Regions from separate parts of the Mus musculus genome. Here regions 2, 3, 4, 5, 6 and 7 are each linked to region 1. The links are chromatin contacts, called in public HiChIP or PLAC-seq, Micro-C and promoter capture Hi-C maps. All regions are on one chromosome and are shown on one strand. Each heading gives the region's core, a stretch centred on a gene start, on an enhancer-like site or on the middle of the called end of the contact. The rest is flanking DNA. Distances are from core to core; before and after follow the strand shown. Region 1 holds the start of Igfbp5 (insulin-like growth factor binding protein 5). Region 2 holds the start of Ctdsp1 (CTD (carboxy-terminal domain, RNA polymerase II, polypeptide A) small phosphatase 1). Region 3 holds the start of Cxcr1 (chemokine (C-X-C motif) receptor 1). Region 4 holds the start of Tns1 (tensin 1). Region 5 overlaps Tns1 (tensin 1). Region 6 overlaps Tns1 (tensin 1). Region 7 overlaps Tns1 (tensin 1).

Evidence for each region. Promoter capture Hi-C pulls out the DNA fragments that hold promoters and counts their contacts. A called contact is a pair of places that touch in the nucleus more often than the background predicts. HiChIP or PLAC-seq counts read pairs in DNA pulled down with a chosen protein or histone mark.
Region 2: a Micro-C map of embryonic stem cells shows a contact between it and region 1, with 5 times the contacts expected there. The contact joins the promoter of Ctdsp1 here to the promoter of Igfbp5 in region 1. A contact is called at or near these places in 1 of 39 promoter capture datasets (cranial neural crest) and 1 of 484 Hi-C or Micro-C datasets (embryonic stem cells).
Region 3: a promoter capture Hi-C map of embryonic stem cells shows a contact between it and region 1, with 6 times the contacts expected there. The contact joins the promoter of Cxcr1 here to the promoter of Igfbp5 in region 1.
Region 4: a contact with region 1 is called in an H3K4me3 HiChIP or PLAC-seq map of embryonic stem cells, with 12 times the contacts expected there. The contact joins the promoter of Tns1 here to the promoter of Igfbp5 in region 1. A contact is called at or near these places in 9 of 39 promoter capture datasets (the 3T3-L1 cell line, 3T3-L1-derived adipocytes, embryonic stem cells and 3 more), 3 of 484 Hi-C or Micro-C datasets (the N1E-115 cell line, cortical neurons and embryonic stem cells), 5 of 115 datasets of contacts at active chromatin or transcription factors (astrocytes, embryonic stem cells and kidney) and 1 of 9 other capture datasets (embryonic stem cells).
Region 5: an H3K4me3 HiChIP or PLAC-seq map of embryonic forebrain shows a contact between it and region 1, with 6 times the contacts expected there. The contact joins the enhancer-like site here to the promoter of Igfbp5 in region 1. A contact is called at or near these places in 4 of 39 promoter capture datasets (embryonic stem cells and liver), 2 of 484 Hi-C or Micro-C datasets (both in embryonic stem cells), 8 of 115 datasets of contacts at active chromatin or transcription factors (embryonic forebrain, embryonic midbrain, embryonic stem cells and 2 more) and 1 of 9 other capture datasets (embryonic stem cells).
Region 6: a contact with region 1 is called in a promoter capture Hi-C map of 3T3-L1-derived adipocytes, with 5 times the contacts expected there. The contact joins the enhancer-like site here to the promoter of Igfbp5 in region 1. A contact is called at or near these places in 11 of 39 promoter capture datasets (3T3-L1-derived adipocytes, embryonic stem cells, frontonasal cranial neural crest and 4 more), 4 of 484 Hi-C or Micro-C datasets (the AML12 cell line and embryonic stem cells), 6 of 115 datasets of contacts at active chromatin or transcription factors (astrocytes, embryonic forebrain, embryonic stem cells and 2 more) and 2 of 9 other capture datasets (adipose tissue and embryonic stem cells).
Region 7: a promoter capture Hi-C map of liver shows a contact between it and region 1, with 2.8 times the contacts expected there. The contact joins the enhancer-like site here to the promoter of Igfbp5 in region 1. A contact is called at or near these places in 6 of 39 promoter capture datasets (the C10 cell line, embryonic stem cells, frontonasal cranial neural crest and 2 more), 2 of 115 datasets of contacts at active chromatin or transcription factors (cardiomyocytes and embryonic forebrain) and 1 of 9 other capture datasets (embryonic stem cells).

Annotation. Positions count from the first base shown.
Region 1 is chr1:72,873,464-72,876,541 of GRCm38.p6, reverse strand. Igfbp5 (insulin-like growth factor binding protein 5) reads left to right here and starts at 1,677. Exons shown (of 4, transcript NM_010518.2): 1 at 1,677-2,736. The coding sequence starts at 2,403.
Region 2 is chr1:74,390,066-74,393,143 of GRCm38.p6, reverse strand. It overlaps Ctdsp1 (CTD (carboxy-terminal domain, RNA polymerase II, polypeptide A) small phosphatase 1), which reads right to left and starts at 1,535. Exons shown (of 7, transcript NM_153088.2): 1 at 1,180-1,535. The coding sequence starts at 1,246.
Region 3 is chr1:74,193,207-74,196,284 of GRCm38.p6, reverse strand. Cxcr1 (chemokine (C-X-C motif) receptor 1) reads left to right here and starts at 1,654. Exons shown (of 2, transcript NM_178241.4): 1 at 1,654-1,693.
Region 4 is chr1:74,123,133-74,126,210 of GRCm38.p6, reverse strand. It overlaps Tns1 (tensin 1), which reads left to right and starts at 1,663. Exons shown (of 33, transcript NM_001289895.2): 1 at 1,663-1,919. The coding sequence starts at 1,764. It overlaps Rufy4 (RUN and FYVE domain containing 4), which reads right to left and starts at 670. Exons shown (of 12, transcript NM_001170641.1): 1 at 597-670.
Region 5 is chr1:74,102,790-74,105,867 of GRCm38.p6, reverse strand. The region is part of intron 1 of Tns1 (tensin 1); the gene reads left to right. Among named protein-coding and RNA genes, the nearest start is that of Gm31637, 8.7 kb to the right of the region's middle. Within about 2 kb of position 1,682, at least 55 of the 459 cell types and tissues checked have an H3K27ac peak or open chromatin away from gene starts, as enhancers often do. A contact at or near this core is called in embryonic forebrain and stem cell-derived neural progenitor cells, where this site is marked.
Region 6 is chr1:74,083,123-74,086,200 of GRCm38.p6, reverse strand. All of the region lies in intron 1 of Tns1 (tensin 1), which reads left to right. Among named protein-coding and RNA genes, the nearest start is that of Gm31637, 11 kb to the left of the region's middle. Within about 2 kb of position 1,665, at least 101 of the 459 cell types and tissues checked have an H3K27ac peak or open chromatin away from gene starts, as enhancers often do. A contact at or near this core is called in 3T3-L1-derived adipocytes, adipose tissue and embryonic stem cells, where this site is marked.
Region 7 is chr1:73,954,918-73,957,995 of GRCm38.p6, reverse strand. The region is part of intron 18 of Tns1 (tensin 1); the gene reads left to right. Among named protein-coding and RNA genes, the nearest start is that of Gm39664, 75 kb to the left of the region's middle. Within about 2 kb of position 1,500, at least 89 of the 459 cell types and tissues checked have an H3K27ac peak or open chromatin away from gene starts, as enhancers often do.

The DNA.
Region 1 (3,078 bases), core at 428-2,927:
TGGGGGGTGTGGGGGTACATTGGTGCACACAGCTCTTCTTCCCTCTGCTAGCCACCAACACAATAAAACTGCCCTGGCAATGGGTGTAAAAGGACACCTTTAAGATTTGGTCCTGTCTTAAAATGTGCCTATTGGCAGAGAACCGAGAATCTGGATCAGAATCTGGGAGTGTGAACAGCGCCCGGGGAGATGCTCCCAAATGGAGCCAGCAAGGGAAATATTTTCTCAATATTGCAGTCCTCCAGCAAGAATTCTTATCATAGATAAGGGTGCAGTCTAGTGGCAAAATTCATGAAATGCAGCCCCTTTTTCTAAAAGAACAGAGCAAGGGAAGAAGAGAGTTGGAGAAAGGGCAAAAGCCCTGCCCCCAAGAACTCCCCAGAGACCATCACTTGATCATGTCTTTTCTTACCTGTGGTGGGCAGTCTACAGACCACCTATCATGTCAAATTAATTTTTAAAACAAACAAAAAAAGCTAAAGCCATCATATTCCTTCTTTCAAAAATTAGGTTTTCTTTCATTTTCCTAAGGGAAGAATGGTCCCTAGTGCTGACTAGCGATCTGGGGCTTCCTGTGGCATGGTGAGGATTTCTCACGTGCAGGCTCCAGGATGCTACCTTGGTACATATTAACCCTTAAACAAGGTCTCCTGCAGCGAGGTACCTGCTCACTCCAGGATCTGCCTACCCCACAGAAATGCCTCATTGTCAACCCAAGAAGGTTATCACTTTATCCTACCTTCCTTCCATTTAAAAGGACATTTAAGGTGTCCATGAGGACACCAGATAAAACTGACAACCCACAGCATTTCCTCCAGGGTCTCAGTCACTACTCCCAACAAAGCTGGGGAGGGGGGTGGGGTGGAGGGCGTTATCCCTTCTTGAAAGTGCACATAGCACGCTCACACTCAGAGAGAGAGAGAGAGAGAGAGAGAGAGAGAGAGAGAGAGAGAGAGAGAGAGAGATTCCCTGGTCATCTATATAGGTGAAGGAAAATGACCACTGGCTTTAACTAAAATCAGTACCCCACCAGAACAATAATGACAAGCCCTTGCCATAATCCCTCTGCCCCTTTTAATGGGGGAGGGGTCTACACACGCGCCCGCACTCCTTTTCTCTTTAAATTTATCTCAATGCCCCTCACCAGCTACTGTACACTACTTGTCCTCCAAACACAAACACACAGACAGACAAACCTTCAGTGGTCTCTTAGACACTTTTTTTTCTAAAGTTGGAAAGGACTTCTTGGGCAGGGTATACACGGCTAATAAGAAAATGTGACTCCTAACAGCCAGTGTCCGGGCTAGTTGTCGGAAAACAGACTCGCTCCATTGTATTCACCCAGCTTCTGAAGAGTACTGCCATCCACTCCTCCCTCCACCTTCTCCCTACTCTCCTCTGTAGCTCGCCTGTCTTCGCCCCCCCCCCAAAGCCCTTTCCGTACATTCCGTGAGGAGGAGGGCTCTGTGTAGGGAGCGAAGGGGAGCCCCCGTGTCTAGAAGGCCTCTCTTCCCCACCCCCACCCCGTGTGAGTTTGCGCTGCAAAGCTCCTTGGCATCCTTGCATGGGTTGGGTGTTGGGGAGCTCAAATTGCAGCTACAACTGGCTGGCAGCCAGGGGCCGTCTATTTAAAAGCGCCTGCTCGACCAGAGCCCGCAGTCTCTTTGGAAACTTCTAAAAGAGCTAGGAAAGAGCTGCAAAGCTGTTTGGGCTTTTTTCCCCCTTTTTGTTCCTTTTTGTTACCCCCCCCCTCGGTCTGCACCCTTCTCCGGACTTCACGCAGAACCTGCGGGTTTCGAAGAGGTGGTGACAGAGCAGGTGTTGGGGTCCAGGTTTGGTGAGGTCTGGGTTTTTGCCCTTTTTCCCCCCTCGATTTCAACATTTTCCCGATCTTGTTGTCAGCCGCCGACGCCTCTTACCTGTTCTGCGGCAGCAGCGCAGCTGGCCGCTGAGACCGAGCGGAGTGGGGTTGCGTTTTAGATTTTAAGCAAAGGGGGGAAAATTAAGCCCAATCCATTTTTTTCTTCACCTCCTCCCTTTTCAAGGCCTCCAAGCTAATTATTTCTGTTGCTTTGGAGTGAGCAATTCTGTGGTTCTCTCCACCACCACCCCCAATTCTGACCCGATCCCGCCTGGGGGTTTCTACGGTCTCCGCTCGCTCTGCGTGCACCTGGCGCGCCTCTTTTTTTCACCCCCAACCTGTTGCAAGTCTTTAATCCTCGCAATTGGGACTTGCGTGCAGGCATCTGAATCCTCCTTGCCTCATATTTTGCAAGTGTTTGGGGGAGAGCACCTGCTCTACCTGCAAGAGATTTAAAAGGAAAAAAATCTCCAGGCTCCCTCTTTCTCCACACACTCTCGCTCTCCTGCCCCGCCCCGAGGTAAAGCCAGACTCCGAGAAAATGGTGATCAGCGTGGTCCTCCTGCTGCTGGCCGCCTATGCCGTACCGGCTCAAGGCCTGGGTTCTTTCGTGCACTGTGAACCCTGCGACGAGAAAGCTCTGTCCATGTGTCCCCCCAGCCCTCTGGGCTGTGAGCTGGTCAAAGAGCCCGGCTGTGGCTGCTGCATGACTTGCGCCCTGGCGGAGGGACAGTCGTGTGGCGTCTACACGGAGCGCTGCGCCCAGGGTTTGCGCTGCCTCCCCCGGCAGGATGAGGAGAAGCCGCTGCACGCCCTGCTGCACGGCCGCGGGGTTTGCCTCAACGAAAAGAGCTACGGCGAGCAAACCAAGATAGGTGAGCGCTACTGGGGTTTCAGTTGCACGGCACAGGAGCTGGGGAGGGAGGCACCTTGGATGGGTGGGGACCGGGGACCGATTGGGAACCCGCGCGCTTTGCGCGCGCAGCAAGTGGCTTAGACCCTAGTAGCTCCTGAGAGTAGATGGGGTGGGTCCTTGCACCTCACACTTGAATCCCTGGCAGAGCAAGCTATCCTAGGCGGCTGTCTAACCGTCTCTACCAGTTTACACTTCATCTCCACCCCAACCCGACCCTCCCCCACTCCTAACTCGTGGCAATTCTGACTCTGAGCTCCTTTTGAGTCTCAAAGTCCAAATCCCAAGAGAATCCTCTCTGAAA
Region 2 (3,078 bases), core at 286-2,785, 1.5 Mb before region 1:
CCTCCAGAGAACCCCGCTTCCATGAGCCCCACCACGGGCCACTTCAGGGCCCCTGCAGCTCAGCGTCTTAAGGAAATCTGGTGTGGCTTTTTAGGAAGGCAGCCACTTTAAGAAGTAGATGGCTTAAGGAGGGGACCGATTTTTCTCACGGTTGGTTCTCAATCATCTGACCCCACAGGTGGACGTTACCTGAGCATCCCCTGCTCTGGACCTTCAGGGCTCAGGGCCCTGTCGTCCACTCCCACTCTCCCTCCATTCTGTCTACCCAGTGAGTCCAAAGTCCCCATTGAGCCTGGGCCCAGAGGCCAGTGTCCCAGGGCTGTCAGCCCCACCGGCCCCACCTCCTTCACCCCGCCCCGTCTCTTTGCAGCGGCCTGTCTAAATTGACAGACCTACCCCCACCAAGCCTCTTCTCTAATCCTTTCTGCCTCCAGGCCACCCCCCCCCCAACCCCCAAAGAGCGAGGAACTGGACAGTGGACAAACCCGGAGTGACTTCCCAATCTTGAAATTCACACAGGGGAGGGAGGGGTGAGCCCCACTCTTGCGAGCCTTAGGGGCTCCGCATAGGCGGGCAGCACCCCTTACAGGGTGGGTGCAAGCGTGCACAGGCCCGAGGCCAACCGGCCTAGCCTGTTGCAGCCTGGGTGTCGCGTGCCCAGCTGGATACAAGGCCCCCAAGTCTGTCTTGCAAGGCTAGGGGCTCTCTGCCTTCGAAGGTGTCGTCTGCACCTCCACGCGTGACGCCCGAGTTTGTGGGAACCTGGCTGTGAGTTAGTTGGCGGGAGATCCCTGCAAGCCTCCCCAGCCCGCTGTCACCTCGGCACCCCTTCCAGACCTCAGCCTGGAGGGGGCGGAGCCTCAGCGGGTGGCCGGGTGGCCGCCTCACCCCCACCTTCTCGTCCCATTGGCGCCAAACTGGGGGAGGGGGTGACGCCCGGGAGCCCGCCAGCCCCTCGCTCGCCTTCTGCCTCAGTTTCCCCACTACGAGAAGCCTCGAGCGCACTGGTGGCGCCAGGCCCCGCCCAGCGCCTCAGACTCTCGCGGAGTTCAAACTCTCTCGGCCGCACTGGCCGGGGCTCGGGCCGGGCCAGGCCGAGGCGCGCGCCCGGGACAGCGGCAGCGACCGCAGCGCGGGGACGGCCCCTAGTCCGGTTCTGCCCTCCCGCCGCCCGCCTACCTTTGCCCCGCAGCGGGCCCCGCGCCTCCTCCTTGCTGATCTGAGTAATGACGGCCGAGCTGTCCATGGGGCCCGGCGCGCTCCGCTCCGGCCGGACTCTGGCCCCGGCGCCCGGCCTCCCCCCCGGCTCGGGCCGGAATCGGGGCGCGGGGGGGAGGGGAGGGTGGGAGGGAGGGATCCCCGCGAGCTTCGGAGGGGAGGGGAGCCAGGTTCTCGGGGGGAGGGGGAGGGAGGGGGCGCGGAGGAAACTTTGTTACAACATGGAGTTTCCTCCCCGCGAGGCGGATGCAAACATGGAACCCGGGCGCCGTTTCAAGGCTTCCCCTTAAAAGGGCAACGGCTTCGGCGCGCCTGGGACTCCGCCGCAGCTTTCATCACTTCTGGGGCCCGGCGGGCTGGGAGGCGGGCCGGGTTGCTGCGGAGATCCAGGGGGCGTCGCCTCTCTTCCTGCGGTGTGCTGGCCGGACCGAGCGTTCTGCGGCTGCGTGGCAGAGCGGACAGCCGTAACCCGCCGCTGCGGGCCACCGAGCCCCGGGACTTGAGGCCCGCCCCAGGCGCCCAGTCGGGGAGTGCCCGAGGACGTCGGGGCTCCACCTCCACGCATTCCAAAGTGCTGACACGATCTGCCTCCGTTTGTTCCTCTGGAAAATGGGATGACGCTAACTTTCTGTAAAATGGGTTTTAGTTTTTTTTTTAATTGAAATATTTTATGTGTATGGCCTGTAAAAATATATATGTTTATGTATGTACTCCACATATTTGTAGTGCACTCTGAGGCCGGACGAGGGCGTCAGATCCCCCTGGAACTGGAGTTAATAGCCGGTGTGGGCCTTAGGAGCGGAAATAGAGTCCTTTTAAGAGTGACATGTGCCCCTGAGCCATTTTTCCAGCCCCTAAAAAATTTAAAGTTATATTTATGTGTGGAGGAGGATACACGTTCTACGAGTGGAGATCAGAAGTTCTCTTCTTCCTCTCTTTGGGAGAGGCATCAAACTCAGGTAGTCAGGCTGGCCAGTAGACACCTTTACCCCCAAGCCTTCTCACCGCCTCTACAATGGGTCTTTTGTCTAACGTTGTGAATATCCCGTTCCCCCCCCCCAAAGGCATTCTTTGCTAGCCCCAGTTATGCAAACTCATCAAATTGTGGAATTGTAGATAGATTGATTTTATTTTTGTGTATGTGTATGAATGCCGGAGCCTTCAATGGCCAGAAGAGGGCGCCATCGCCTGGAGCAGAAGTTGGAGGCAGTGGTTAGCCTTGAGTGCTGGCACCTGAACTCATTCAGGTGGCCTGCATGAGCAGGGACTTCTCTTAACGGCTGATGAACCTCTCCAGTCCTAAATTATGTTCGTGATCCAACTGTAACTATCAGCATTCCCTGCAGTCTCGAGAACATCCCAGGATTGAAAAGTCCACTTCGGCGCCTACCTTTACCGACTGTCCTGTAGCAAATCTCGCCCTCTTCCCCTGCCAAACCCTGGCAGAAGCCGAGCCTCTGCTGCTCAGGGCGCCTTGTATCTTGTACGTGCTGTTCCCTCGGCTTGAAACGTGCCCCTTCGTCCTTGGCAGAGCCAAATCCCATCGAACTAGAAGAAATACCACCTTGTTTAGAGGCCCTCCACCCCCACCCCACCGCCCCTATCTGTGATTATTAGAGGGGCCCCGTCTAGGGCTGGCTGTGCTCCCGAGTGCTCAGGGGACGCCCGCGGAGGGAGGGCCCAGCGCCCGCCCTTGGGCGCCTGAGACCGCAACCGTTCAGATTTTAAACACACGTGTCACCGGATCTGTAGTGACACACCCCAGCCAGAGCCTGAATCTGCGTTTGCATACAGAGCCTTCTCGCAGGAAGCCCCTCAGTTGCGCCGCTCTAGGGCTGCGGTTCGTTTATTTTTATTTTT
Region 3 (3,078 bases), core at 405-2,904, 1.3 Mb before region 1:
CCACTTGCAGGAAAAGTTCATCTTGACATGCATAGAATAGGCAATTTTGTGTACGTGGGTGTTGTGCCTGCACGGACATCTGAGCACCGTGTGCATGTGCTGCCCTCAGAAGCCAGCAGAGGGCATCAGATTTCCCCTGAGACTGGAGCTACAGACCTTTTGAAGCTACCATGTGGATGTTGGGGACCAACCTTGAGTCCTCCAGAAGAGCAGGCCATGTTCTTTTATTTGTTTGTATAATGTTTATGAGCACACTGTCGCTGTCTTCAGACACACCAGAAGAGGACATCGGATCCCATTACAGATGGCTGTGAGCCATCATCTGGTTGCTGGGAATTGAACTGGGAATTGGAAGAACAGTCAGTGCTCTTAACTGCCGAGCCATCTCTCCAGCCCACAGTCTGTGCTCTTAACCCAGTCAGCCATTTTTCCATCCCTACCAAGTTTTCTTATACAGACCAGGGCCACCTGCTTGGGGATGGTGCCTCCCACAGTGGGCTGGGCCCTCCTACATCAATTAGAGATCAAGACAATCTTCCACAGATATGCCCACAGGCCTGTCTGATCTGAGAAATCCCTCAATTGGGATTCCCTTCTCAGATGACTCTAGGTTGTGTTTAGTTGATAGTTCAAACTAACCAGTCCACTGAACCCTAGGAATAAAGTCAGGGGTCAGCTGTGAGTTGCTCAGGGACTTCTCAGGCAGCTTCCTAAAGAAGCTGTCCTTCAGTACCAAATGGGGAGCAGTAATGGCATCACCCCCAGATGGTCTTTCACTGTTTTCCCAGCCCTCATGATCTTCTGATAGACTTCAGGGAAGGAGTGGCCATGCCCCAAACCTCAGCTCTACTGTAACCAAGCAATAATTGGAAGTAAAAGAGAGTGTAAAGGAAAGGTTTTCCTTCCAAAATCTCTACCACATGACCCTAAAGATGCCTATAAATATAAGTGAAAATGGCGTGCTTATAGCTGGGCATAGTGGTGTATACTTGTAATGCCAATATTTGGGAGAGAGATGAAGGTTTATGGACTTAAGGTCAGCATGGGCTATGAGAGACTCTGTCTCAAAACAAAACAAAACAAAACAAAACAAAACAGCAAGCATTGGGGTTGCAGGTGTAGCTCAGCGGTAGGATACTTGTCCCAGCATGCACTGGGTCCTGGGTTCTATTCCAGCACCAACATAAATGTCTGCGTGCTGTCCAAACACAGCTTAAGTGTAGACCCTACCACCAGCTTTCCGCTAAGTTCTCCTTTAGACTCCCTAAGTCTTTCCCACCGTGGACTTCTGAAACTTCTGTTATAGGAAGTCTGTACTGCCCCCTTTCTTATTCCCCTTGGGAAGTTAGAAACTTCTCAAGGTAATCTATTAGGAAACTTAGGGGTGGCACGTGCAGGTAAATTCAAGAAACTGAAGATGGTAGAAGTGATCATCTATGGAGGGAAGGAGTTAGAGAGAACACCCTTAACTGCAGGGTCACCCTGCTAAGCCTACGGAACTCAGAATCTCTGATACTGCCGGGCCCCATGACTTCATCTGTACCCAAATGCAGATGTGGGCGGGGCTCTAGGGGGAGGTGTGGTTTCTCCCTCTTTCTTTTATTCATCCAGTCCCTTCGGTTGTTTGATCATTCTGTTTCCTGAGCTGCAGGCTCCTCCCGCACACAAGGAACGGACCCAGCTGGTGCCTCAGGTAGGACGCCTGTGTCAGCTGTGTGTCAGTCCACATGTTGGGGTAGGAAGGCTTGGTCCAACTTTATTTTAGAAAACACACTGGTTTCTGTGGGACTAAGGGATTTCTGATAAATGGTTTCTTGTCCCCTCACTGTGTCTAGGTACGCAACTCTGACTTCCTAGGTGCTTACGGTCACAGCCCCCCTCCCCTCAGCCATTGCTTTTTATTGCTTTCCTGTTATGTGGCTGCAGTGAACAGTTTCCTGGCTCAGTGTTGATTGCTTCTCTCTAACCTTCATCTTCTGTGAAGATGCAAACTCTGGCACTGAGAGAGCATCCCAAGGGGTAGGGATGTGGTTGCCCTTGCCATAGAATCCAAGGCCTGGAAGCTGGGAGAGCTCCCTATCTTCCCACAATCTGCAGTTGATAAGTGGAAATCTTTGGGGATTAAAGGCCCCAGGTAAGGTAGCCATTGAGAGTGGGCATTAGGTAACTGTATCCTCATCTTAAACTCAGTTAACTTCTAAATACTTCCAGATTACAGAGCCCTGGTGTTGGGTAGAGGTGCACACGTGTTCTCATGTCTCAAGTGTGTGTGTGTGTGTGTGTGTGTGTGTGTGTGTGTGTGTGCAAGTGTGCAGGACTATATACAGAGGCCAGAGGCTAGAGGACAATTTTAAGGAGCTGGTTTCCTTCTTCCATCATAGATTCTGGGAGCAAACTCAAGGTGTCAGGCTTGTGTGACAAGCTCTGCCGAGGTATCTCACCAACCCTTGACATGCATTTAAAATTTTTCTATTTCACGCTTAATGTGTGTGTGAGCTTAGGTGTGGAGGCCAGAGAATAACCTACATGAGGTAGTTCTTTCCTTCTACCATGTGGGCTCTGGGGATCAAGTTCAGGTTTTCGGCTTGGCAGCACGCAGGCACCTCACTGAATCATTGCTTTGGCCTCTTCTGTGTGCTTTTGACGCGATGTTTACAACTGTGAAAGCTGGAGACAATCTCATCAGAAGACAAGGCGCAGAGTACAGTGTAATGTAATCTGAAGTTATCACCTCTTTCTCCAGGTAGGTTTTAAGAAAGGCAAACAAGGGGCTGGGGAGATAGCTCAGTGGTTAGGAGCATGGAGTGCTCCTGAGGATTTGGTTCCTAGGACCCACTTTGGGCAGCTCGCTACTCCTGGTAGCTCCAGTTCCAAGGGATCAGATGCCTTCTTCTGACCTCTACATATAGACACACAGACAAGTTCATATGCACTTATACATAAATAAAAGCAATGAAAAATAATATGTCTTTACAAAAATTGCAAACAATAATGAGGGGGCATATATAAGACATAAGGTTGGAGGGGACGCCCAGATACACCTTGCCTCCTTCCGTTTGCTGTGTGCTGGCTCTTCCC
Region 4 (3,078 bases), core at 414-2,913, 1.2 Mb before region 1:
CTCTCTCGTAGAACTCTACTTCTGTCTCTCAAGGGTCCTGGGGCTCAGAGAGGGATACTGTTGCCCTTGAAGGATGTTGAATGAGCTTAGGCTGAGATCCTGGCATCAAAAGCCAGGCCAGGTGTCCAGCTTCCCAGGCAGGAGTGCTGGAGTTTGTGGGCAGGGTAGCTCTGGCATGATCCTGTAGCAGTGGATCATGGGGGGAAGAAAGGGAAAAGAAGAAAAGAAAGGCTAGGACAGCAGTGCATGGGGCCCAGGATCGGGAGTCAGAAGATAAAGGTCCCGTCCTGGACTGGTCACCCTTTCTTAGGCTCCACTTTCCTGACCTGTACACCAAGGGTTAGACAGAAGTTCTCTACAAGCTGGGCGTGGTGGCGCACGCCTTTAATCCCAGCACTGGAGAGGCAGAGGCAGGCGGATTTCTGAGTTCGAGGCCAGCCTGGGCTACAAAGTAAGCTCCAGGACAGCCAGGGCTATACAGAGAAACCCTGTCTCAAAAAAACAAAAAACAAAAAACAAACAAAAAAGAAGTTCTCTACAGACCTTTTCTAGGGTCTCTCTACCTAATCCCCAAGCCCAGGGACTCCCGTGCTCACCTGAGAAAAGCTTGTCTGTTTGGGATGTGGGCAGGATTCTGTAGCCTGAGTATGTCCCTTGTGACTGTGGGCTCTGCACAGTCTTTTCCAGCTCTCCTGCCTGGGGAGTGACTCAGCCCAGCCTGAAGGGGGCTGGACCAACCCTGGCCAGGGAGAAGTGGTAGAGAAAGATCAGGGCACTGAGGCAGAATGGGTGGCTTCCTCAAAGTCATCTGGCATGAGGCCAGTTGGTGGCAAAACACAACACCGGCAGGGGCTTCCTTTCCCGGGCACCTGCTCCTGTCTTTCTGTCTTGTTGCCAGTAGATGGCGGAAAGGGGCTGACAGAAGCGCTAGTGGGCTCCTTTTCTCGAGTTGTCTCTTCTGTCACTGGACTGAAAGTGACACAGGTGGGGAGAAGGGGCAAACGGCCACCAAGTGTCTTTCTCCCTCCTCTTACCCCAGCCAGCTGCGGGATCCCAGTCAGTGTTGGGGTGCCTTCCTTCCAGCCCTGGTACCCACTTCCCGGGGATGGAAACGCCAGGTGGGCTGCTCGGTGTAGGGTGGTCTTTCCCGCTGCTCTCGTTCAACTTCCTGGTGCTGGGGTCATCCTTTTTCTAGGCCAGGCTGGCATGTCACTTAAAACCAAGGGTTAGGGACTTCTAGAACTACTTTTACGAGCTCGAGGAACTACTTGTAAGTAGGGCTCAGAGCGATCCCCAAACGTGCTGTTCTCTGCTCCATGTCCCGCCCTTCTGCCCGGTGCAGAGCCAGATCTAACCCCGGCGCTCCCCTCGTCCTCCATGCCACCGTCTCTGTCCCTTCAGATCCCTTCTCTGGTGTCAGTCTCTCAGTCGCTCACTAGTCACGGCGTCGCTCTCTTGCGTTCCCAGTTCAGCCTGTCCCGGGGATCCCGCCGCCGCCCCTCCCGCCTTCCCGCGCCCTCGGGTCCCCTCCCCGCCTTCTGCCTCCAGCGTCCGTGTCGCCGCCCCTCGCCAGGCCCCGCACTCCCACTGCCTGGCAGAGCGGTGGCGGAGGCGGAGGCGGACTCCGACGGGGCGGGCCGGGGGCGTCGCCCTTCTTCCCCACGTCGCAGACGCCTGGGGCCGAGAGGTCGCTGGGGCTGGGGGGCGGGCCGGCTCGCGGGTAGTCCGCGTCCCCGCCCCGGGCCCGCCGGGTCCCGGGCCGGATGGGCTGCACCGTGAGCCTGGTGTGCTGCGAGGCGCTCGAGCCTCTGCCCTCCTGCGGCCCGCAGCCCCCCGGGACTCCGCCGGGCCCCGCGCGGCCCGAGCGCTGTGAGCCCGGGGGTGCGGCGCCCGACCCGAGGAGGCGGCTGCTGCTTCAGGTAGGGAGCTGTGGGCCGGATGCGGGCAGCGGGCACGGCAGAGCCCGGTCCATCTGGGACAGTAAGGAGTCTGGGAAGGTGTAGGTAGGAGAGTGGGAGGGCCCTGCAGTCAGTTCTGTGGAGGTCACACCTGGGCCTCTGGTGTCCTTGAAGGGCAAATACCTGTGAGACGTTGGTGCCAGGTCTGTGATCCACTGCTAGAGAAATTGAAGCAGGGAGGTTCTAAGCCAAGGCCAGCATAGTGAGATCGTTTCTCCAACAAACTAAAACCAACCAAATCCCCCAACTCAAACTCTCCCAAACACCAAAACTAGTAAGACAAAAAACCCAAAACAAGCAAGAAGAAAGAGGAAAAAGCAAGAGGCAGAGAGAGGGAGGCAGCAGGCTATTAGTGAGAATTTGGAACCACCCAAGGGTGCTGGGGTGAGGAGAGAAAGGTTAATATCCTCTTAGCTTGGAGTGGGGGGGGGGGGGGCAGAATGGTGGCTGTCTTGGTGTTTTCTACCAGGAGGAACGGGGCTGTCAGAGCCAGCAGGGCCCACAGTAGGATCTGAGGAGGTGGGTGGGTCCAGTAGAGTCCCCCTTTCTCCTCCCTCCTATTCTTTTCTCGGTGAGTCTTGGAACCTGGATGCTGAAAAGTGACCAGGAGCAAAAATAGTGATGACCAGGGAAGCAGGCTGGCTGGACACCCCGGGCTTTGCATAGGCTCTGTATTTTCCTGGAGAGGAAAAAAAATGGTGTTTTGTATCAGCAGGGACTGGCCATCTCTAGTTCAGCCCTTGCAGAACCCTAGTCTCCCTCTCGGGATAGGAGGAGCAGTCTCATGGGATGGTGTGCTGACTTTGTTCTGGGCGAGACTGGGGCCCTTCAGTTCCTTCTCCACTGGAGGCCAGCAGAGTTAGCGTTGACTCCAAGTGCATCCTGCAACCACATCCCAGGGCACCTCCATACGGACAGAGGCGGGCCGATATGGCAATATGTACTTATGCACATGTTTTTGTGAGTGCGTCAAGTGCCCAAGACTCTCCTCTGCACCACTTGACTGGCTACACCACTAGGGCACAGATGAGAGCATATTGGTGGTTATATGCCACAGGCAGAGGCACAGGGTTGGGAACTTGTAAATGGAACGCTCTATCCTGCAAGGTGGTAGACAGTG
Region 5 (3,078 bases), core at 433-2,932, 1.2 Mb before region 1:
CCTCTTGGGACACCTGGCTCTGCTCCCGCAGTGTTCATGCCTGGCTTGGGCTATGAACTGTGTGTTCCAGACACTGTGCTCCGGTGCAAAGCCCTGGCTGGTAGATGGGTGGTCAGTGTGCAGCTGGCAGAGTAGGAAAGGCTATTGAGAAAAGGCCCAGGGCATCTTCCCTAACTGATGCCAGGTTTTAAGATACTTGTCTGGGCATCTATGGGTGCCTTGGTATGTCAAGCGGGTATAGGCAATTTTACATTTAATTCACTCCTTTTTCCTCCCAGGGAGGTCAGCTTCTTGTCTCCATCTTATAGAAGACGTTAATGGTGGCTCAGGATGACACAGGTATCCTCAAGATCATGTGTCCCATGGGTTTCAGGGTTAGGATTTGGATGCTAGTCTTTTTGTATCAGGGTCCTTCTCTTTGGGAGATAAGAGGTGATGCCCATTTCACAGATGAGAAGGTTGAGTCTCCCAGAGGGGCTGGAGCCCAGATTGGTCCAATCACAGGGCAAGATAGGACCTTCTCTCTGGTTTGTTTGAGCCTGGCCAGGCATGTTCTACCCTGAAGCTACACACAGAGCAAGAAAAATGTGTTAGAAACTGGACTCAAGGGATCATGGAGTAGGATTGGGAATTTTGGGGTCAGGGTGAGGAGGAATCCAAATTGTACCACTCAGACTGGGGGAGAGGAGGGACGTAAGTCTGTAGGAGAATGTCTAGCTTTGACTTGAAGGGTATCGCTGTTTAGAACCAATCACGGTATCAGGGTGTCATATCCCTTGCACCTGTGGGGTGGGAAGGTCTTATGTCTAGGTGGGCTTTTGACCCCATCACACCATCTAAGAGCCTGTTCTGGACGTGTCCAGGTCCTTCTAAGGTTCTCCACCCTGGGGACTATGGTGGCTAGAACAATCTGGAGACCTGAGCTTGGACCCGCTGCAGCAACTTCTTTCCTGTGCACTGAGCCTGGGAAGGCAATCTCGGCAGGATCGGCTGTTTCTGCAGGCAGTGGATGGAGCCAGGTCTGGCTTGCTTCTCAATTCAGTGTCCTTGGGTGGCTGGTCTGTGCCATCTCCCTCTTCCTGTGTCCCTTCCTTTTCTACCTTGCTCTTTCTAGAAGGGAGGAGCCAATCGTCTTCTCGCAGCCCCTCAGCTTGGCCCTGCTAGGCCTCCCTGCTCTGCCCCCCTCTCCACTTGCTGGTCCTCTCCCTGCTCTAGACTGTGGGGTTCTGTTTAGTCCCTCCCTCAGTCAGCTTGGCGTTTTCTCTTGGAGGTCCTTTCCTTCCTTCTGTCCTCTCTGTCCTGAAGAGGTCTGTCCCAGTGACCTGGCTTCCGCCCATGTTCTCAGATATCTGTAGGCTCCAGGCTGAGGCCAAGGCTGAGGCAGGAGCATGAGAGTCATAAGATCCACTTATAGGTTTCCATGTGCTACAGTTTTGGCCTGAGAAAGGGAAATGGTGAAGAGACATGGTTAAGGAGAGGTGGGCAGAACCTGTTGATCTGTCTCTGCCTCAGACTGCCCCCCATCTTTCCCTCCTCCAGGGAATGTCTGTCTCAGCCTTTCTTTCTCATCTGGGTCCCTAGTCTTGAGGCTTTAGGTCAGCTTTCTGCTCCTGTGCCTCTCTGTGGAGTGGCAGTGGCTGGCTTCCCAGGAGGGGAGGGGCTGTGGAGGTGGGGGCAGGGCACTCCATGATTGTATTAGCTAGTGCTGATGCAAAAAGGGGTTTCCCTGCCCGGCTCTCTGGGTCCCCTTCCACCACCCTCCTTCCTTGCTCCCCATTCATCTCCGCCTTTCTCAGATCCATCAGAATCAATTAGACCTTCCCTGCTGTAATCTTATTGTGGGGCCTGGGCTCCCACCCAGCAGCCCAGCTCCCAGGCCTGAAGTCTCCATTCTGGGCCCTGCAAAGAACACTCCAGGGAGAAGGGATGACCGGGATGACCTCAGGACCCTTGCCCTTCCTTCCCCACCCTGGGGGTCCCTAGTGGATCAATAGCCTGCCTGGCCTGTCCCCACTCCCACTCCTCCCCCACCCACCGTTAATCATGTCCTAGGCCGCTGAGTGGTGATGGAAATCATTTGGAAAGGGGCCCAGAGGACCAGGATTCTCAGCCCAGGGAACAGAGAGCGGTGGGGGTGGGGAGAGGAGGGGGCTTGAATACTGTGCTGCCAGTCTGGAGGCATTTATTGTGTGGAAGAGAGTGACCAAGCTATTCTTCCCTAGGAAGGCAGACTCAAGGAAACGGTTTGGAATTTGAGAGGGGGACTGGAGGCTAGCTATCAGGAGGAACTTCCGGGCTGTAGAAGATCAGAGACCTGGGTTAGCGGTGGTGAAGGAACACCCCTAGGAGGACAGATATTGCCCTCTTTCCTTCTGGCTACCATGTTATGCTATGGAAAAGCAATGGACCAGGAACAGGGGCCTCTGTCAGCTTTGGCACTGATACTTGCTGGCCATGTATAGCAAATCAGTGTAAGCAATCAGGGCCTCAGAGTCCTGTGACAAGCAGGGGTAGGGAAGGGGTGGGGCATTTCTAAGTTTGAGTGGACACCAGAGGGCTGGTTCAGAAGAGAGATCAAGGTGTCTCTTGTCAGGGTGGGTAGAGAGGGGACATAAAGATCTTATTGGCCTGGCTGCAGTGACAGCAGAACTCTCAAAGTGACCAATGGCCTGGATCTGGAATCTGGAAGGGATGTTTCACCCTTCATCCCTCCCTCTCTTCTCCCTGTGCCCCCCTCAAGTGAGCTCCTGTTTACTGTCCCCTTGTCGGATCCTGTGCTGGGTACTAGGGTGCACCTGAGAGTGGTGGACAGTGGCCTCTAGAGCTGGCCTTCTGGTGGGGAAGAAAGGGAGAATGAAGAAGCCAGCAGATATATCAACAAGGAATGGTGCCAAGTACAAGGAGGGAATGAGCTATCAGTGCCCACAGAAGAACTGGAGGAGGACTCCTGTGGGCTGGCCAGAGGAGGCTGCCTAGAGCTGTTGCCACTTGAGTCCCTGTGAGTCAGGTCTACTCTGCAGGAGTCTGTTCTGTTGTAGGCAGAGTGGCCTGGGGCTGGGTGTGAGTTCTATGCCTTGG
Region 6 (3,078 bases), core at 416-2,915, 1.2 Mb before region 1:
CTTGGGAAAGAGCCGGGGAGGGTGGAAGGAAGGGAGAGAAAGAGGGGTGAGGTGGTGGGGGGTAGGGGGGAGGAGAGAAGAGAGGAGGGAGATGGAAATGGAGGTGTCCAGGGTGAGGAGTGATAGAGACAGATGGGGGAGGTGAAGTGGGTGGGTTGGAGGCAGGCCCTGGGCTGGGTCTCAGCAGGTTCCTCTTGGGAGATCTAACTGGCAAGCTTAAAGCTATCAGGCAGGAGGTCTAGAAGGCTGCGCTGGAGGGGATTTGGTTCCTGGATAGTTTTGTGCAGTCCAGGTGTGGTGAGAGGGTCAGGTTAGCCGGGCCATCCAAATGACAGTATGTTGCCAGGAAGATACTGAATAGAACAGTGATCAGGATGGCTCACACCGAGGAGCCAAGCATGGGGGTTGGACCGGAACCTGGGACCAGGGCTTCTAGTTCTGCTTTTGTGTGAGAAAGCTGAACTTGTCTTTAAAATGGAGACCAAGGGGTTGGGGACGTCCCTTCATGGTAGAATGCTTGCCTGAAGTGTGGGGGCGCGATTCTGATTTCAGTCCTCAGTACTGCTATTATTGTCTGTTTGTTTAAAATAATCAATTTATTTTTATTTTATGTGCATTAGTGTTTGGCCTGTATGTGTGTCTGTGTGAGGGTGTCAGATCCCATGTGGATGCTGAGAACTGAACCTGGGTCCTCTGGAAGAGCAGGCAGTGCTCATAATCACTGAACCATCTCACCAGCTCCAGTACTGCTAGGTTTATAAAAGGCTACTGAGACATGGAATGATAGCTCGGGCCTGCAATGGGTGGGCCTTGGATGGGGTCACAGCCTGTGTGGATTTGGAATAGACAGTTGAGAGTGGGCAGTGGGCAGGGAGAGTGGATGGGCATAGAGGACGAGTCTCCTGCCCGTGAGTACCACATGCTCCCTGGACTTCTTGGGGGAAACATTTGAGGGTGTCATGGCCCCTGCAGAGTTGAAGTTGAAGTTGGTGTTCAGAGGTCCTGGAAGCTATGACAACAGTCCTAGGCAGAAGTGACCAGGCTGAGAAGGGTCAGAGGCAGCAGAATTGAAAAGCAGGAGAGAGAGAGAGAGAGAGAGAGAGAGAAAGAGAGTCAGTCTGTGGAGAGAATTAGGAGGCAAAAGTCACGGGATCTGGCAACGAGCTGCTGAGAGGGTGGGGGAGGGCAGGGAGGGGCTGAGGGTGACTCAGAGTTTTCCACCAGGGTGACCAAGAACATGGGCAGGCCCTTAATTGGGGGCCCAAGAGGGAGGCAACTCTGTGTTGTCCGTGAAGGTGAGGTTTGGAGGAAGAAGCCTGAGAGCAGGCACTAAGACTCCCCGACTAAGGGCTAGGGGACCTTGGTGGCCGGGTCACAGGGAGAGGGTAAAGCCTATCTCAGCTTTTGGCCATCCCATCTCCCAGGCTGCCCAGCTCTCTGGCTAGAAGACTTCTGTCTTTTCTGGCCACCCAGAGCTGTTTAGCCTCAGAGGAGGGCAGAACTGGGGGTTTTCTCACAGTGGGTGGACCTCTTTAGCACACAGCCCTTTGCCTCTCTGCCCCTCGAGGAAGGGAGTTGTCTGCAAGCAGTTCCTCCCAACCAGGACCAAGGCCTGGCTAGAGCCCCTGATGGTCCAGCCAGTTGTGCCACACCCTCTGGCTGGCTGAATGGAGAGAGGGAAGGGCTGAGATGGGCCAAGGCCTTAGGCTTTGAAAGCCCTCTGCTGCTGGGGCTTGAGGGCTGGGGAGCAGGGCTTCCAGCTGGATCCCTTCCCTGCTCCCTTGCTCTGACTCTGGCTTGCAGGGAGGTGGGACAGTGCTGGAGCCACCAGGACACCCCTCCCTTCATTGTGGCCATGTCTCCTGCCTCTGGGCTTGCCTGTTAATCCAGGGAGGGCAGGGCCTGGCTGTGCCCCATGTGGCTGTCTGCCGCCTGTCAGGAAGACAGCAATCGTTGTCCTAACAAGCCACCGTCCTTGGATGGCACTGCATGTTTTATGGGCTTGTGGGCTTTATGGGGCTCACTCTCATCCTCTGCCTGGACCTGGGGAGCAGTCCCAGATGGGCGAGCGGGGCAGGGTGAGCCAGACTTAAACACCAATCTGCTCTTGTAGCAAGCTCTGACTCTGGTCTGTAGGGTTGAGACGTCCTTGGGTATCAGAGGGAGGAGGCTAACCCACCCTAAACCATCTCCACCAACATCCTGTGACATTAGAATCCACGTGTTGAGCCTTTCTATAGCATCCCTGGATACCCTACTTCCTAGTGTGGGAAGCTGAGGCCTGCTTCTCATTGGGGATGATGGAGCTGACTTTTCCTCACACAGATTTTTATAGTCTGTCCTTAGGGGGCTAACGTGTCCTCATATTCTCTGCTCCCCACAGCTGTCAGCACACCCCCTCCCTCCGCAGCTCGAAGCTTCGCCTTGTACTGAGGTCCAGAGAAGGTTGTCAATGCACTCGGCTACACAGCCCCAGTGTATTCCAGGCCTGTTCTTCCATCAGAGCTAGATGAGGGGAAAGTCACCCAGAACTGCTTAGAGGAGGTCAGAGTCCTGGAACCACCCATTAGCCCTCCGGGTCCACTGTGGGCAAGTTTATAGACTCAGGTTTTCCAGGACAGATGGGACAGTGGTATCACAGTCCCAGGCATGAGTCTGGATAGTCTCTTAACAGCCTGGAAGGCGTCACTTGCCCCCTCCTACCCACTAGGCTGTAAGGACTCCAGAGCTCTGGGAAAAGGGACTTTTCCTTAGGCTTTGGGAAAAGGGCTGGACTTGGGGGTATAGGGAGGGGAGTTTTGGAAGGTTATCTAGAATGTCAAATTCTGTTTCTTTAAGTGGGGAGGAAGAAAGAGGCCTGGGACTTCCTGCCTGCCTCCCTCACATCACTCTCCAACTGGACTGCAAGTTCCCTCTCTGTTCCACCTCCCACCCCACACCATGGCTGGGGCCCCTCCCCAGTATGTCTGACAAAATTGACCAGGAAATCTGACAACCAAACTCTGAGATGAGAAAGTGGGAGGAGAGACAGCAGACTGGAAGGGGATGGAGGCCCCTACCCTCACTGAACCCAGGCAG
Region 7 (3,078 bases), core at 251-2,750, 1.1 Mb before region 1:
GAGCCGAGTCTGGTGACTCCTCAGCTAAGGAGCCTTAGTTTCCCTCCCCCCAAGTCCCCACAGGTCCCTCTCATCTCCCTACCATCAGTTATCCCACCCCTACCCTCTAGTGTCTGCCATTCTCTTTTGCCCTTCCTGCTTTGATGGATTGAAACCAGCCTTGTGTTCCGGCTTCTTGTGGTCCTGCTAAATAGGTTTTAATGTGACTGTGGTGGGAAGAGGGAGCCAGAGAGTGTGTGTCCTGGCATGGAGGCTGACAGCACTGACCTAGGTGTCCCTAAGAGGAGGAGGGAGGGTAAGAGTGCTCCACAGGTAGAGCACTGGAGCAGGGCCACCAGTGAAGCCCTGCTGGGTAGCAAGCATGTCCTTGCTTTTGCCCTTGTTACAAGGTAGAGGGCCACTCAGGGAAGGAAGGTTCTGTGGTCGCTAGGAGGGTGTGGCCTCTTTGGCCAGCACTAGGCATCAGGAGCAAATAGCACCCTCCTGGAGAACAAGAAATGTTTGCATTTATTTATATTTAGCAAACAGTATTTAATTACATAATTTACACCTCTTCGATTTTCTTCGTAAGACTCGGTGGCTTGACAGTTGATATTCCGGATGTTGCAGCTAACAATAGCCCACGTGCGATAAGTTACACGGCAGAACAAGCTTAATATTGACATTTTCACAATCAATGAAGAGCGAGCGAGGCCTGGCTAGGAGGGGAGAGGAGGGGCCAGGAGGGGCCTAGAAGTCGTGCTGAGGGTGAAAATCAACCTGCTTGCCCCTGCCTGCCTCGGGGAACACTCTCCTTGTTCAAACTCCCGGGTAGATGCTGGTACGGTCCAGATGTTCTCAGAATGGACCATCACCAGTGGCTCTCAGGGCGGAGAGAAGATGTTTCAGGGTAGGGCAGGTGGGGCTGTGTAGTGACTATAGAGGAACCCTGACCTGAGGGATGTGATGGCATCTGCTCTGTAGCCTCAATGGAGGGTCTGCAGCTGTGTAGGTTCACAAGAGGGAAGGCAACTCTTCCTGCCCACTGGCCCAAGGGACCTACCCTCCAGAGATCACCTCAGAGGTCCCTGTGAATGGTAGCTCTTTTAGTACTTGTCCCCTCTGGGTGCAACCAGTAAACAGGGAGTCAGAAAGATAGGGCCAGAGAGTGAAGAGTCCTGTCCTATACTTTACTCCTCTGGAGACATGAGCAAGGAAGACAGAGGACTCCTTTAGGAATCTGTCCCAGGGTAGGCTGGTGGCATTCTCAGGCCATAGCCCTGGGAACCTGGGCTGTTGGGCAGAACTGCCCTGTGTTGCTTAGGACCAGTTGCTTGTGTAGGTCTGAAAGCCTCCATGGAGACTGGGGACAGAGTTGTAGGTCTATGGACCTGCGAGGCCTGTGTAGGAAGGTTGAGCTGGGTTGTCTAGCCAGCATCTCTAAGAACTCTTGAGTGGCATGTGGTGGCCTGTGGCTTGTGGGCCCTTGTGCACAGGAGCACTGATTGTGACATGCCTGTTTTGTGGTTGCCTGATCATTTGCTTTTGGCCATAAGCTTCTGTATGAGGGTTTGTTTTCAGTGGCTCTTATTTCTGGCCTGAGGGATAATTCTTGGGTATAGCAAGATCATTTGTATTTCTTGAAGTGTTTGTGGCTTTAAATTTAAATATTTATTTTGGATTATTCCTGACTTTTGTGTGTTCGTTCCCCACCCCTCTCTCTCCCCCTCCCTCTCTCTTTCCCTCTCCCCTTCCCTCTCTTCCTTCCTCCCTCCCTTCCTCTCTCCCTCCCCCCTCTAGGTTTAAGTAAGTAATGTAAGAAAATAGTTGTGGAATCCAGATTTTATGCTTGTTAAAGTAAATTAGTTCTCACCGAGAGCCTGGCTTTAACAGGTACTGCATATTTTTAATGCATCCTTTTGCCTTATCTCTGCCTCTGTTTCTCCTTCTTTCCTGGAGGCACAATCCTACTTGAGTCACAGGACTTGCAATACTGCACGTGTCGAGTGCCTAGTAACATATCTCACACATGGAGATGGGTTCTGCACTCTAGCAGAGCCTGGCGTTTGGAACCCACTCCCCCACTGTGCTTCTCTGCCTTCCGTGAGCACCTGGTATGGGCACATCTCGCTCTGTCTGTCTGACTGACTGACTGACTTCCAAGGCATGTGTATGTCTCGTGACTCTTGTCTGGCTTTGTGTATGACAGGAGGATCCTGGCTGGAGTTAGTGCAGCTTCTGGGTGCTGCCTTTTCCTCTGCCACCTAGGGTCTGGGCTGGAGAGTCAGAAGGAGGCATGTGGGGCTTGGGGGGAGTGGGGTGGGAGGGCTGGAGCTGGGCTGCTGACTCCTTAGGATGTGAAGTCATTGAACTGCCTGGGCAGGGGCGGGGCAGCTTCTGAGTCAGCCCTCTGGCCCCAAGCCACAAAACAAGTCGGTCACTTTTTCCTTTCAGAGAAAGTGTTACCCTTGGGGGGTCCCCAGAGCTGTCTGCAGACAAAAGGGCACCCCTAAGTCCTCATACCGAAGGTCTACTGCTCTGGCCTAGCCCTAGCACCCCTCCCTTGCCCTACTCTGTAGGGACAGAACTTTTTCTGTTTGGCAAGGGTACAGAAGTCCAGCCTTCCCATTCAGAGAGCTGCAAGGATCTGAAGGCTCATTTGGGGTGGGGGTGGGGGTGGGTGGGGGGATGGCCCTTAATCCCACTCTGATTCTCCTTCCTTTCCTTAGAGGCCTGGATGTCCTGCATTAAGCCTGCTGGTAATTGGCTTGGGGGTCCTCGAGGATGGAACAGTGCTCTGGGGGAAATATGGAGAAACTTCTGGAAATGTGACAGTGGGTGGGAAGAATGGCATTGTCTGAACTGTTCTGGCAAATTCTTTGTGTTAAGCTAAATTGTGGAAGGCGAGGGCCAGTTTGTCTTAGTCTAACTGTGACTCTGCAGCCCAACGCTGAGCATGGGTGGGTCCTGCTCCGTCCCCTACTGGCACTGGCACTCTCCAGCTCCTCTTGCATGTACCTCCATGTCCTCCATGGCTTTCTGCCATCCTCCGGGACTCTCCTTGGCTCCCCTGCTTGAAGGTTGTCTTCAGGGGAGGTC